2 separate regions of the Gossypium arboreum genome follow, and region 1 is linked to region 2. Evidence: chromatin contacts called from public Hi-C data. All regions are on one chromosome and are shown on one strand. The core of a region is the stretch at or near the end of the contact, and the rest is flanking DNA. Distances in the headings are between cores, read along the strand shown.

What was found. Hi-C and Micro-C count contacts between places; a contact is called where the count stands out from the background.
Region 1: a Hi-C map of leaf shows a contact between it and region 2, with 3 times the contacts expected there. The contact joins the promoter of LOC108467333 here to the promoter of LOC108463606 in region 2. A contact is called at or near these places in 2 of 5 Hi-C or Micro-C datasets (both in leaf).

The regions. Positions count from the first base shown.
Region 1 is chr2:31,152,176-31,158,958 of ASM2569848v2, reverse strand. It overlaps LOC108467333 (adenine nucleotide transporter BT1, chloroplastic/mitochondrial-like), which reads left to right and starts at 2,896. Exons shown (of 3, transcript XM_017767959.2): 1 at 2,896-4,385; 2 at 5,854-6,015; 3 at 6,096-6,783. The coding sequence starts at 3,837. The coding sequence ends at 6,569.
Region 2 is chr2:30,421,093-30,427,098 of ASM2569848v2, reverse strand. It overlaps LOC108463606 (probable tocopherol O-methyltransferase, chloroplastic), which reads left to right and starts at 3,033. Exons shown (of 6, transcript XM_017763528.2): 1 at 3,033-3,383; 2 at 5,669-5,838; 3 at 5,967-6,006. The coding sequence starts at 3,143.

The DNA of each region.
Region 1 (6,783 bases), core at 1,647-4,146, 730 kb before region 2:
ACATACCTCATCACATATACACAACCATCATCCACGTCACAATTGCATAAACATATGCATGCATGAATAAATAGGCTTACAACCCAATAATCAATATAAGCCATATCTCATGGCCATATACAAAATAAATTATCAAGTCATTATTAGCCAACACATTGGGCCAAATTAATATGACATATAAACAAAAAGACCAAGTCCCCTATACATGCCATATTTAAAATATCAAAACCAATTATACCCAAAAGACTAAGTTGATAGTGTGATCGATGCTCTGACAACTTTCGATCCAGCTAGCTTGGCGTCACTATAAGGGATGAAAAGGAAGGGGGTAAGCTTTAAGCTTAGTACGTTAGCATGTAAATAATTAGCAACATTTGTCATGCATTATTATACACAGAACATAATATAATTTATCACAATGTCATCAAGTATCATAGATACATCTTAAATCATGTCATTTACATAATGTACAATAAAACTCATGATCATGATTCATTAATTCACTTCTTATCGAGGTCTCATTGATTCATAATTTAAATATTTATGAGCTTTGTGTACATACATGTACCCTTCCAACATGATCATACCTTGTCATTTCTTTGACATAATCTTTGGATTACCCGTTGAACCACTTGGAATACTAAAGGATACCTAGGAAACCTCATATACATAGTAAGATGTCAATTCCGTATCCCAGATATGGTCTTACATAGGATCATATATCGATACCAATAGCCCAGCTATGGTCTTACACGATGTCTCATATCGATGCCATATCCCAGATATAGTCTTATACGAAGTCTCATTTTCGAAGCCATGTCCCAGACATAGTCTTACATGAAATCGCATGCCAATGCCATATCCCAAATATGGTCTTATACGGAATCTCAAAAACCCTAATGTCATGACATTTGTATCATATTTATTCCTAGGATTCAACCGGGATTCCGAAGTTCCAAATCTTCATTAGATTGTCATCGAGTCATCATTAACCAAATCCATAGAGACAAATATACATTTCATGCAATATCAAAGCATTAATTACATAGTAACATGATGTTGAATTATTTGCACACGAACTTACCTCAGTACCAAAATATGGCTAACTATTTGATTTAGTCCACAACTTTGTTCTTCCCTCGGTTTAGGTCCGGACTCCTTTTTCTTGATCTATTATAGCAAATTTCAGTTATTTAATTATCACATTACTTAAAACAGCCCATAAATCATACTTTGGAAAAATTATAATTTTGCCCTTAAACTTTCACATATTTACAAATTAGTCCCTAGGCTCGTAAAATGAAATGTACTCATTTCATTTGTTACCCAATCCTAGCCGAACCTATATCATACTTATAACAGCCCACATTTTCTTTCAAATTAGATTTTTACCACCTATTTTACAACTTTTACAGAAAAGGTCCTTTTTAGGTGTTTTCGTGAAAAATCTCTTTGTAAAAGATGTTTATCACACATCAAACTTTCATATTCCTTCATTAAACATAAAAATACATGCATGTCACACATGGGTAAGTTTTTGAACATGAACCCTAGCTCAAAATAATGGTAGAAATAGCTAGATTGTTTGATGACAACTTCAAAAATGCAAAGAACATTAAAAATGGGGCTAGGGTGCATTGACTATCAAGCTTGGGAAGTGAAGAAACCCTAACTATGGCTTCTTAGAAACTTTGGCACCCACATGAGAAAGATGAGAAAATTTTGCTTGATTTTTCCCTTTTTAATCTTTTATTAACCAAATGACCAAAATGCCCTTTTTACTAAACTTTCAAATTTTATCCATGCATGCCCATTTTTGTCCATAAAATTAGAAATTGGAAAAATTGCTATTTAATACCTCTAATTAATAATCCAAAGCTATTTCATACTTAAAGATTCTAGAATCTCATATTTTGCAACTTTTGCAATTTAGTCCTAAAAGTTAAATTGGACACTTATTCACAAAATGTCTTCATGAAACTTTCACACAATCATGAAAACATGTCATGGACCTCAAAACAATCATAAAACAAATATTTCTACTTCGAATTTGTGGTCTCAAAACCACTATTCTAACTAGGCCCAAAATCAGGATGTTATAAAGATGGTAGATTTCACTATAATTCTTATAATTTCGAAATTTTTACAAATAACTTTCAAGAAGTTTCCAAATATCCTCATTTTAATTATATATATATGGGTTCAGTTCTACATTGAAGAACTTGAGTAAAAAAATAAAAAATAAAAACTATTAACAAACAAAACAAAAAATGGTACTTGACCTCTATTCGGTGATGAAGATGGTGGATCTTACTGTAATTCTTCTAAATTCTAAAATTTTCCAAGTAACTTTCCAGAATATTCCTGTTTGAATTATTTATATTTGAGTTTAAATAACATTTGCTTAGTTTATTTTATTTTATTTTCATTCTCATTTTACTGTGATAGTGATGCCTATAGTGCTTTTTTGGGTCGATCTCCAACATTTACATGGAAATGGAAATGCTTTCCATGCAATTTTTGCTTTGATTTTCTCTCACCTATTTTGGATGAGAATAACTTATAATAGGATTATCTTAAAAATATAATTTGTATGCATCAAGAAAATAGTAACAAGAATTGTGTAAATTTTAAAGTTTCAAAGTTATTTGATTTTTTATTTTCATTATCTATGTTTTTTAAAAGAAAAAACTAGAGTTAAAAATAGATTAAATATGAATAAATATATAATAATTTTATATTTTTAAAATTTGATAATATTATCTCTTATAAATCTTTAAACTTTTAAAATCATCCTCTAATATAAGTTATTTCTTTACTGAAATGGTATTCGCATGTTTCCCAAATGATTCCAACTTTTTCCTCCAATGATTGCAACAGTCTTATTATCCCCTCTCGTTTCTAACTGTAGATTGCAATAAATCCCATTATAATAAGTTCCCACTCTAGTCATCACCGGACAAAACCTATTTTGCAGGAAAAAAGGTCAAATTGTTAGTATTAGAGAAGAAGTGAAAGGTGGCAAGTGTCCTCTGTCATGTTTGACGGAAACTGAAGGGAAAAAGAAAAGATCCCGTGAGAGATGCAATGTCCGGCAGGCAGCACAAGGATCCGCCTTGTCTTCTCCAGAATCCAGTGCCTTAGAGTGGTAACTGGAAAGGTGCAATCAGATCACCTATATACATTTGTCTCTACTTTTACAACTGCTTTGCTGGTCTTATTATATATCACTAAATTGGCCGCAAAAGTAAAAGATAATATTTCCATTAATTCATAAGCAGCATTCATTGTCCATTCAGTTTCCATTTATAAAACCAATATTGAAGGCGCCACAAATTACTGAAATCTCCAAAGCTACAGAACACCTTCATATTCACATTCACTCCGCTTGTTAGATTGTAAGTACCGCAAAATAAAACCTAACACTTCCCCACTAAACCCACCAAACCAAACCTAGCTGACCCCAATCCTATAAATACTACTTTTATATTATATGAACATAATATAATATATAGCTTTTGGGTTCTCCAATACGAGAGAAAGAGGAAAATATGAAACCCTGACCTGAGAGCATCAGATACATTCACCTTTCCTCTCTTCTCTCCGCCTCCCTTCCTCCTGTTTCTTCCATGTTTAGGATTCTAATCTTTTTTCTTGTCTCTTATTCTATTTAGCTTGTTTAGAATACTTGGTTTGTCTCAAATTTGAAGTTTTTTAGCCACCCATTTCTTCAAAAACACGCTCACTTCTCTTAAAACAATGAAAAACACGGATTTGGGTGCTCTATAAACCCTAGAAAAAGACCTTTTTTTTTTTTAAATTTTTTGTTTCTAATCATGACCAAGGGAGGAGTTCAGATGCTTGATGACAAGAAAGATGGGTTTTTCTCTGTATGTAATTCGGGGTCTCAATGGAGTCTGGATCAGAATAATGTTTATCCAGGTGGGTTATTTGCAAGCGTTGGTCAGATGGGAATAGAATTTGGCGTATCCCCGGATTCCCCAAGTCCCCGTGACAATGGTGGAATCAAAGCACCGTTTTCCGATTTTTTTCTGAATTATTTACCATCACAAGAGGAAACACGTGTTGTTGGAGTAGCAGAAGGTGAAGCAGCTTCCAAGACAAAGAAGAAAGTTGGATTAAAACTAAAAATCAAGGTTTCTAATCCTTCATTGAGGAGGTTAATAAGCGGTGCCATAGCTGGGGCGGTTTCAAGGACTTGCGTGGCACCATTGGAGACCATAAGGACGCATTTGATGGTTGGGAGTAGTGGAAGTTCGACACTTGAAGTTTTCAATAATATAGTGCAGACTGATGGGTGGAAGGGGTTGTTTAGGGGTAATTTTGTTAACGTGATTCGGGTTGCACCTAGCAAGGCAATAGAGGTGCTCAATCCCCCATTTCTTAATTATTATTTTATGGATGTTTTGCAGCTTGTTTGTGGTTTTGTGGAGCTGGATATTGCTATGTTGGTTAATTAGAGCTTTGTGGTGTTCTTTTTGCAGTAAAATGTTTTGGTTCATATATGCTGGGTGTCAATGTGCATTTATAATTATATATGCTAGTTTCATATGGCTTTCTGCTGAAGCCAAAGTAAAGTTTGTTGCCTTAAATAGGTCAAAAGTTGTAGTTTTCTGCTTGATCGGATGGTGAAACAGAGCTCTGTTTACCTTGGTTAAGCAACTTGATAAAGAAACAGTAAATATTCAGGGTGCCAACCACCTAAATATACTAGATGCCAGTCACCTAGTAATTTTTGAAGGTTAGTCTTCTTAACGGTTTTAATCTTCCTAAAGGATGAACATAATTAATATAAGGAGATGAGCAGAAGTCAAAACTATTGAAGATGTTACTTTGTAAGATGTACTGATGTAGGTTAATTATGTTGGCATCAATTCTACACTTAAATTTGTATTACCTTTTTCGTTGGTTGGCAAAACTTCTGTTAGCATAGTACCTATTCTCTATGGTTCAGTTGTCCAATGGAAACATGTACTATTTTATTCCTTACCAGCTTGTAAACAAGCCTTTGTATGCCGTTTTCTTCTTCTGCACATTTCTTTCTGGTTCTTATATTCTCAATGATTGAACTTTTAATATGGAAGAGATGGATAAGGCAATTATTGGAATCATTTTTCACAGACCATTTGGTCGTGAATATTGCTGTCCTTAGTTTTATGCTTCATGCCATTTTTGGTTATGCTTTTGTAGTTTAATTCCTAAACTCAATTATATGTAGAACCCTATTACACGAGTCATGTTGAAATTTCTAGCAAATCTTCTGTAAGACTTCATCCATGTGTTTGTTCTTACTATAGCCAGGGGGTTCTTGGTTGTTGGCTTGTTGCAGAGTAGTTCTGTAAATTTTGTCCTTGCTATGTATCAATGTTCATATCTCGACGAATTAACTAAATAAATTGATAAAATATTGCACTATACTAGGATTTAGCCGTGCTGTGGGCATAATACAGAATTCAAAGAAGGCACCAATAGCAAACAGAATCTGAGCCATTGCTGATAATTTTTTCCTGTTTGAAATCTTTATACCCTATTGTACTCTGATTCTTCTTTTTGCTTGAAGTATCTGCATCTGACACATGCTCCAACAAAGGTACTAGAATATGATCCTCTGAATACCCGGCTTTGAAAATTTGAATATATGATAATCGCATTTGAGTCTGAGTAAATTAGTATAGATCAGCAATATAGTAGTGGAAAAGCTTAGCTGCATCTTTCTGGATATATGATAATTCCATGTTGGATGTATCTTGAAACATATTGCACTTCTTTAGTCAAAATGAAAATTACAGTTTTTCTCTATGTGTTGAAACATTGATTCCCCATGTACTGCAGCTATTTGCTTTCGATACTGTGAATAAGCAGTTATCACCCACACCTGGAGAAGAACCAAAGATTCCAATTCCTTCTTCATTAGTTGCAGGAGCTTGTGCTGGAGTCAGCTCAACATTGTTGACCTATCCTCTTGAGTTGGTTAAGACTCGATTAACCATTGAGGTAAGACACAATCTAAAAATTGTTATTCAGGCTCATAAAAATGTGTTTTCAGTTATACCCAAGATTTGTTGATTTTGCAGAAAAACATGTATGATGGTATACTTGATGCTTTCTTAAAAATACTGCAAAAGGAGGGCCCTGGTGAACTTTATAGAGGCCTTGCTCCTAGTCTCATTGGAGTAATTCCATATGCTGCCACTAACTATTTTGCATATGATACTTTACGGAAAGTGTACCGTAAAGTTTTGAAGGAGGAGAAGATTGGCAACATCGAAACCCTTTTAATAGGATCACTAGCAGGGGCTATTTCAAGTAGTGCAACATTCCCACTCGAGGTGACTCGCAAGCAAATGCAAGTAGGGGCGCTGAACGGAAGACAGGTGTACAAGAACGTGTTCCATGCACTGTCGAGTATTCTGAAGCAAGAAGGGATTCATGGTTTATATAAAGGTTTGGGTCCAAGTTGCATGAAATTGGTACCTGCTGCTGGGATTTCATTCATGTGCTATGAAGCATGCAAAAGGATACTGGTAGACAAAGATGAGGAAGTGTAGAATTTGTGGAGCTGGCATTAGTTTAGGTTTTCTTTCACTTTTTTGGTATATTGAACCGGCTAAATTTTGTTGGTTGAGGGCTTACTCTTGAGTTTGGGTAGCGGCATCTTTAAGTGCAAGGTAAGTAGGTAAGAAATGAGGTTGGCAATCCATAGGGGGTTTCCTTTGGACTAGAAATTAAGTAGGTCGTTGGTATTTAAAGAATGAAAGACTT
Region 2 (6,006 bases), core at 1,784-4,283:
TATTTATCTTCTTTCGTTTCTTATCTCATTCCATCCGTTTCTCCCCACCCAAAAGGAAAACATTGGGATAGGTGTGGTCGGCAGCCGAGCCATAATACAATGCCTTCCTATGGTACCGGTGTATCTTGTTTTTATTCTTCTTTTATATCATGACATCTATCAAACCTTTATTATTTCTTATTGAATTAATATTAATAAATAAATAAATAAAAAAACCATATCATATGCTAGAAATATATTGTGTGTGAGAAGGAAAATAAAATATTTTAAAAAGTAAGGGACAAAGTAGGGCAAATATTTACTGAAATTATTCACAGCATCCACCTCACATCACCTCACCTCACCTCACTTCACTTGGCTGGTTCTATGTAAAACTATGACATTGACATTGATTGGAAGCAAACTTACAATTCCATTATTTTTCTCTATTTTACCCTTCATACGCTCCCACAATCACAAAACTGCAGCCACCACCATAACTGAAGTGGATAAAAATTATTATAAATAAGTGACATCTGCTTACAAACTTCCCATTCCCATTCCCATTCCCTTATTTGTATTTTCCTTTCCGCGTCTTTTCCTTTTAAATTGAATCAAAACCAAACTCAGTTAAGAATTATAATACTATATATCACTTCAAAATAATTTCATTTGTGATTAATAGCTTAATATATATCTATATTATTTTGATGGTAATAGAGAAAATATTTTTGATCGACGGATCTTGGAAAAGATTATAGTTAATAAACTTGAATTTAGATTAAAAAATGTTGACTTAATATTGAAAAATATATCAAAATTCAAAATTTTAAAAATAATATAAGGAATAAATTGCTTATATATTTTATAAATGACTATTTTAATATTAATATGTACTGAATTTTATAACTATAAGAGCAGTTGCATGTATTTTTGTATAAGAATGAGCTCCTAAACTTAGAAATAGCAGATGGTTTAACCTCATTTAGTTGGATAGCTAGTAGTAATAATACGTAGGAACTACAAAAGGGTATGGTGAGGGAAGGTGGTGAATGAATCGGCGATAGTTTCTACGCCGAGAGCACCAAAATAGATAGGTTAATTAGGAAGGGACAAATGTAGTTAATGGGCGGGAGCAGAGGGGTTGCATTTGCTGTTTATGCTGGATAGATAGAATAGGAAGGTGGAGGCAAGAGAAGTTCTTCTTCTCTACTGGTGTTGGTGTTGGAACCAATTCACAGAATAACAAGACAAGGAAACATGATATCCATTTGTGGTCCATTCTTCGGCCGCTACCTCCTTTGGCGGTAAGTAATTGGAGTAGCATATAACTAATAAAAATATCAATTGTATTTTACTTTTTTACGGAAGTTAATTTCTAGATTAGAATAAAGAGTAAACTGATCTTTTTGTTAAAATTTATCTATTTTACCGTTAAAAATTAATCTCTAGATGTTAATATAAGGTAAACATGGTATACTACATGTTATTATTTAGTTATTCTATTAATCATACTAATTTTTAATAGTACTAAAATTTTTAATAAAAATTTAATTTTTAAATATAAAATACAATAATTAATTTACTTATTTTTAAATAAAAATAAGTACTATTCATGAAGCTTCTCAAACGTTGGTGTCTTGAGCCACACATCAATTCAGAGGAAAAAGAAACATAAAATTAAAATAATAAAGGAAAACTATTTCATACCCCAAAAAGCTTATCTCTAACATTTACCATACGCTCTCTAAAAACTATCCTTCCTCTCTTAAAAATTTATTTCTTAAAAGTAATTATATATATATATTATTTAAGTTTTAATCACTCACCACGTGGTGGGTGAGTGCGGCTTTGTTATTCTAATAATAATTAGATATAGCAACCCACAACATAGATGATAAATAAATTTATGTAAAATTTAAGGTTTGGTGCTTCCACGGGCACCCTTTCACTTTTTTTTAGTAGCCACTTAATATGAAAAATTTGCATATCAATTCTTTGAATACATTTTAATTCAGTATCGCCAATTTGACGGCGGTACTAATAAGATCATATTATTTTAGTATATAATCTAATAGATATGTCATTTCAATTATTAATTTTTTTGTATTATTTAAGTAAAAAGCTAAAATTATTCCTCTCACACCTCCTCCCATATATTTAATATTATATCAAAATAAAAATTATTATATCATTTAATAATTAAATTATAAATACTTTAAAACTCTATACAAATATTTTATCCAAAATATTTCACTAAACTTTAATTAATATTAACTTATGATACCCATTATTTCTTATATAGAATAATAAAAATCTTCAAAATAATATAATTTACTTTGTAAGGTAAGTTTTTATCCGATGAGTTAGGTCAAGCCTAAACATAATATTAATATACTTTATGTTTGTCCAAGCCCTGAATTTAAGTTGCTACAAAAGCTATCCCTAATTTAAGTAAGAGTTAAAGTGGCAATTGAAATGGGTTCCATTTAAAGACACACAAATGTATCATTGGCCTATTGTAGGTATGCTGTTATTGAATAAGCATGAAACCATAAACACAAATTTTTTGGTTCTCTCACTCTCCATTCCAAGCATGAAACCAAAAAACAATTTTTTACCTTCTTTCGTTTCTTATCTCTTTCCATCCGTTTCTCCCCACCCAAAAGGAAAACGTTGGGATAGGTGTGGTCGGCAGCCGAGCCATACTACAATGCCTTCCTATGGTACCGGTGTATCTTGTTTTTATTCTTCTTTTATATCATGACATCTATCAAACCTTTATTATTTCTTATTGAATTAATATTAATAAAAAAAAAAAACCATGTCATATGCTAGAAATATATTGTGTGTGAGAAGGAAAATAAAATATTTTAAAGAGTAAGGGACAAAGTAGGGCAAATATTTACTGAAATTATTCACTTCACCTCACCTCACCTGACCGGTTCTATTTAAAACCATGACATTGACATTGATTGGAAGCAAACTTCAATTCCATTATTTTTCTCTATTTTACCCTTCATACACTCCCACAATCACAAAACTGCAGCCACCACCATGACTCAAGTGGATAAAAATTATTATAAATAAGTGACATCTGCTTACAAACTTCCCATTCCCATTCCGATTCCCTTATTTGTATTTTCCGTGGCAGGCAAGACTTATGACGACGCATGGCGAGACTGCTGCAACGAGCACGCTCGATGCGCACATGCATCGGGCGTGCTCGTTGCAGGAAGGGATAGCGGAGTTCTACGACCAGTCGTCTGGGCTTTGGGAAGACATTTGGGGTGACCATATGCATCATGGTTTTTACGATCCAGATTCCAATGTTTCAGGCTCCGATCATCCAGCTGCCCAGATCCGAATGATCGAAGAATCGCTCCGTTTCGCTGGAATAACCGGTTCGTTTTCTTTTCTTTTCTACCCACTTGTCAAATTCCATTAAAATCAAAGGATAAAGAATAACAAAGCACTAATATTCAACTTGAAACCAAACCTGCTCAACCCAAACTATTAATCTGGATTCAGTGGTTGAAAGCCAGCTCAGGTTTCTACAATTTTGTCTATGCGCTGAGGTTTGTATTTAAAATTACTATTTGAAATTAGTGCCACTTTTGCATATTCGTTAAAAGACCTTCCGAAGGGTTTAAGTAAAATTTCTAAGGGTTTAAGTAAAATTTGAGAGGATTTAATTAAAAATATTAAGTTAAATAGAAGGGTTTGAGGAAAAAATTAAACTCGAGTTTAGATTTGAACATTTAAGAACTGAGTTCAACTCGACTTATTTTTAAATTTATAATATTTTATATTTATTATTTTATATATTATTTAATTTAAAATATATTAAAAATAAATCTATAATATTATTTTAATATAATACTTTAAAACTCTATACAAATATTTTATCCAAAATATTTCACTAAACATTTAATTAATATTAACTTATGATACCCATTATTTCTTATATAGAATAATAAAAATCTTCAAAATAATATAATTTACTTTATAAGGTAAGTATTTTTATCCAATAAGTTAAGTCAAGCCTAAACATAATATTAATAATATTAATATACTTATATTTATTCAAGCCCTGAATTTAGCTTGCCACAAAAGCTATCTTTAATTTAAGTGAGAGCTAAATGACAATTGAAATGGGTTCCATTTAAAGACACACAAATGTATTATTGGCCTATTGTAGGTATGCTGTTATTGAATAAGCATGAAACCATAAACACAAATTTTTTGGTTCTCTCACTCTCCATTCCAAGCATGAAACCAAAAAACAATTTTTTATCTTCTTTCGTTTCTTATCTCTTTCCATCCGTTTCTCCCCACCCAAAAGGAAAACGTTGGGATAGGTGTGGTCGGCAGCCGAGCCATACTACAATAATATGCTGTTATTGAATAAGGGCATTTCAGATTTTTTATAATTTATAATATCTATAACTGAAAATCAATACCATTTATAATACATAAAATCAATAATTTAGTTTATGCATATTTTAATAGGTTTGCGTCTTTTCTTTTCTTTTTTTCAAAATTGGGTTTCAGTTATTTATCGTATTTTATTTTCGTGTATTATCTCTCTCTCTATATATATATATTTGTTAATGATAAAATTTAAATACAGAGCAGCTCATAGTTGGGACCCGTCCAGTAGCAATATTTTGGATTTTGAGCATCTCTCAGGAAGTAGTTGGAGTGGCAGGGTAGTTGAATGTTAACTTTAGTTGTTTATTTTAGTTAAGTTTCTTTTTTCACCAAAAAAAATTAAATTAAATTAAAGTATTTATTTTTGTGTCAGGTTCATGGTATGCTTTGGTTAATCTATTATTTTGCATTCTTTAGTATAGTAATTTAATTTCTTTTTAACAAATGTGTATTTTGATTGACGTTTTTTCTTTTGTGTGTGTTTTCATATGATTCTTTTTTGACATACTTTTTAATTATTTTTCAAATTTTGTGTTTAACATTTTTACAAAGTATAAGACCAGAAATGATTAAATTTTAGTATAAAGATTATTAAAAGAAATTAGTATAGAGATTAAATCTACCGGAAAAAAGAAGAAGCATAATTGACACCCGAAATTGACATAATCTGATATCCTTACGCATGACTTGATGTATTTTAATGTTTTATTTGTTCATTCTTTCTTTGATGATTAATAAAAGAAAGGTTGAATAGGAGCAAAATATCTTTAACGATGAATTTTTTTTTTTTTGTACGGAATCTTACCTTTAAGAAAAAAAATTTCTTCAAAGTGACATTCAAGCTAGCCTTAAACGGATACCCGAAATTGACATAATTTCATTAGTTTTATAGTTATGTTTCTTTACCTGAGCATAATTGTTTCATTTCAATACACTCTATTTTTCCCCGTCATGCAAACAAGTATACTCAAACAACATTAGCATGGATTAGCAGTAGCATGAGTTCAAGAGGATGCATAGATCTAATCCATATTCATTATTGGCAAGAATCAAACTCATATTCACAAAAATTCTCATCTTTCTTCTATGGTGTTTATTAAAATAAAGAATATGATGTTTCAAGAAAATGCCGTTAACTATAAATATGATAATTGATCTATAGATGCAAACAGCCCCCGATTCCTTGTTTGCCGGTACCTTTGAATGAAGAGTATCTTCTAACAATTGCTTTTTACCTCTCAATTGGCTTATTCAGATGATCCAGCAAAGCAGCCCAAGACAATAGTTGATGTCGGATGTGGGATAGGAGGCAGCTCTAGATATTTAGCAAGGAAATTTGGAGCAGAATGTCGAGGCATTACTTTGAGCCCTGTCCAAACTGGAAGGGCTAATGTTCTTGCTAAATATGAAGGACTAGCAGACAAGGCATATGTGAAAAACTCTTCAGTTCTCTACATTTCAAGCTGGCATATCACTTCATAAATGTTTTCATCTTTGCAAGTGTTTCGTTTTGATGATAGAAAGATAGCTATAACACACTGCCATATTTGCAGGTTTCATTTCAAGTTGCAGATGCTCTGAAGCAACCATTCC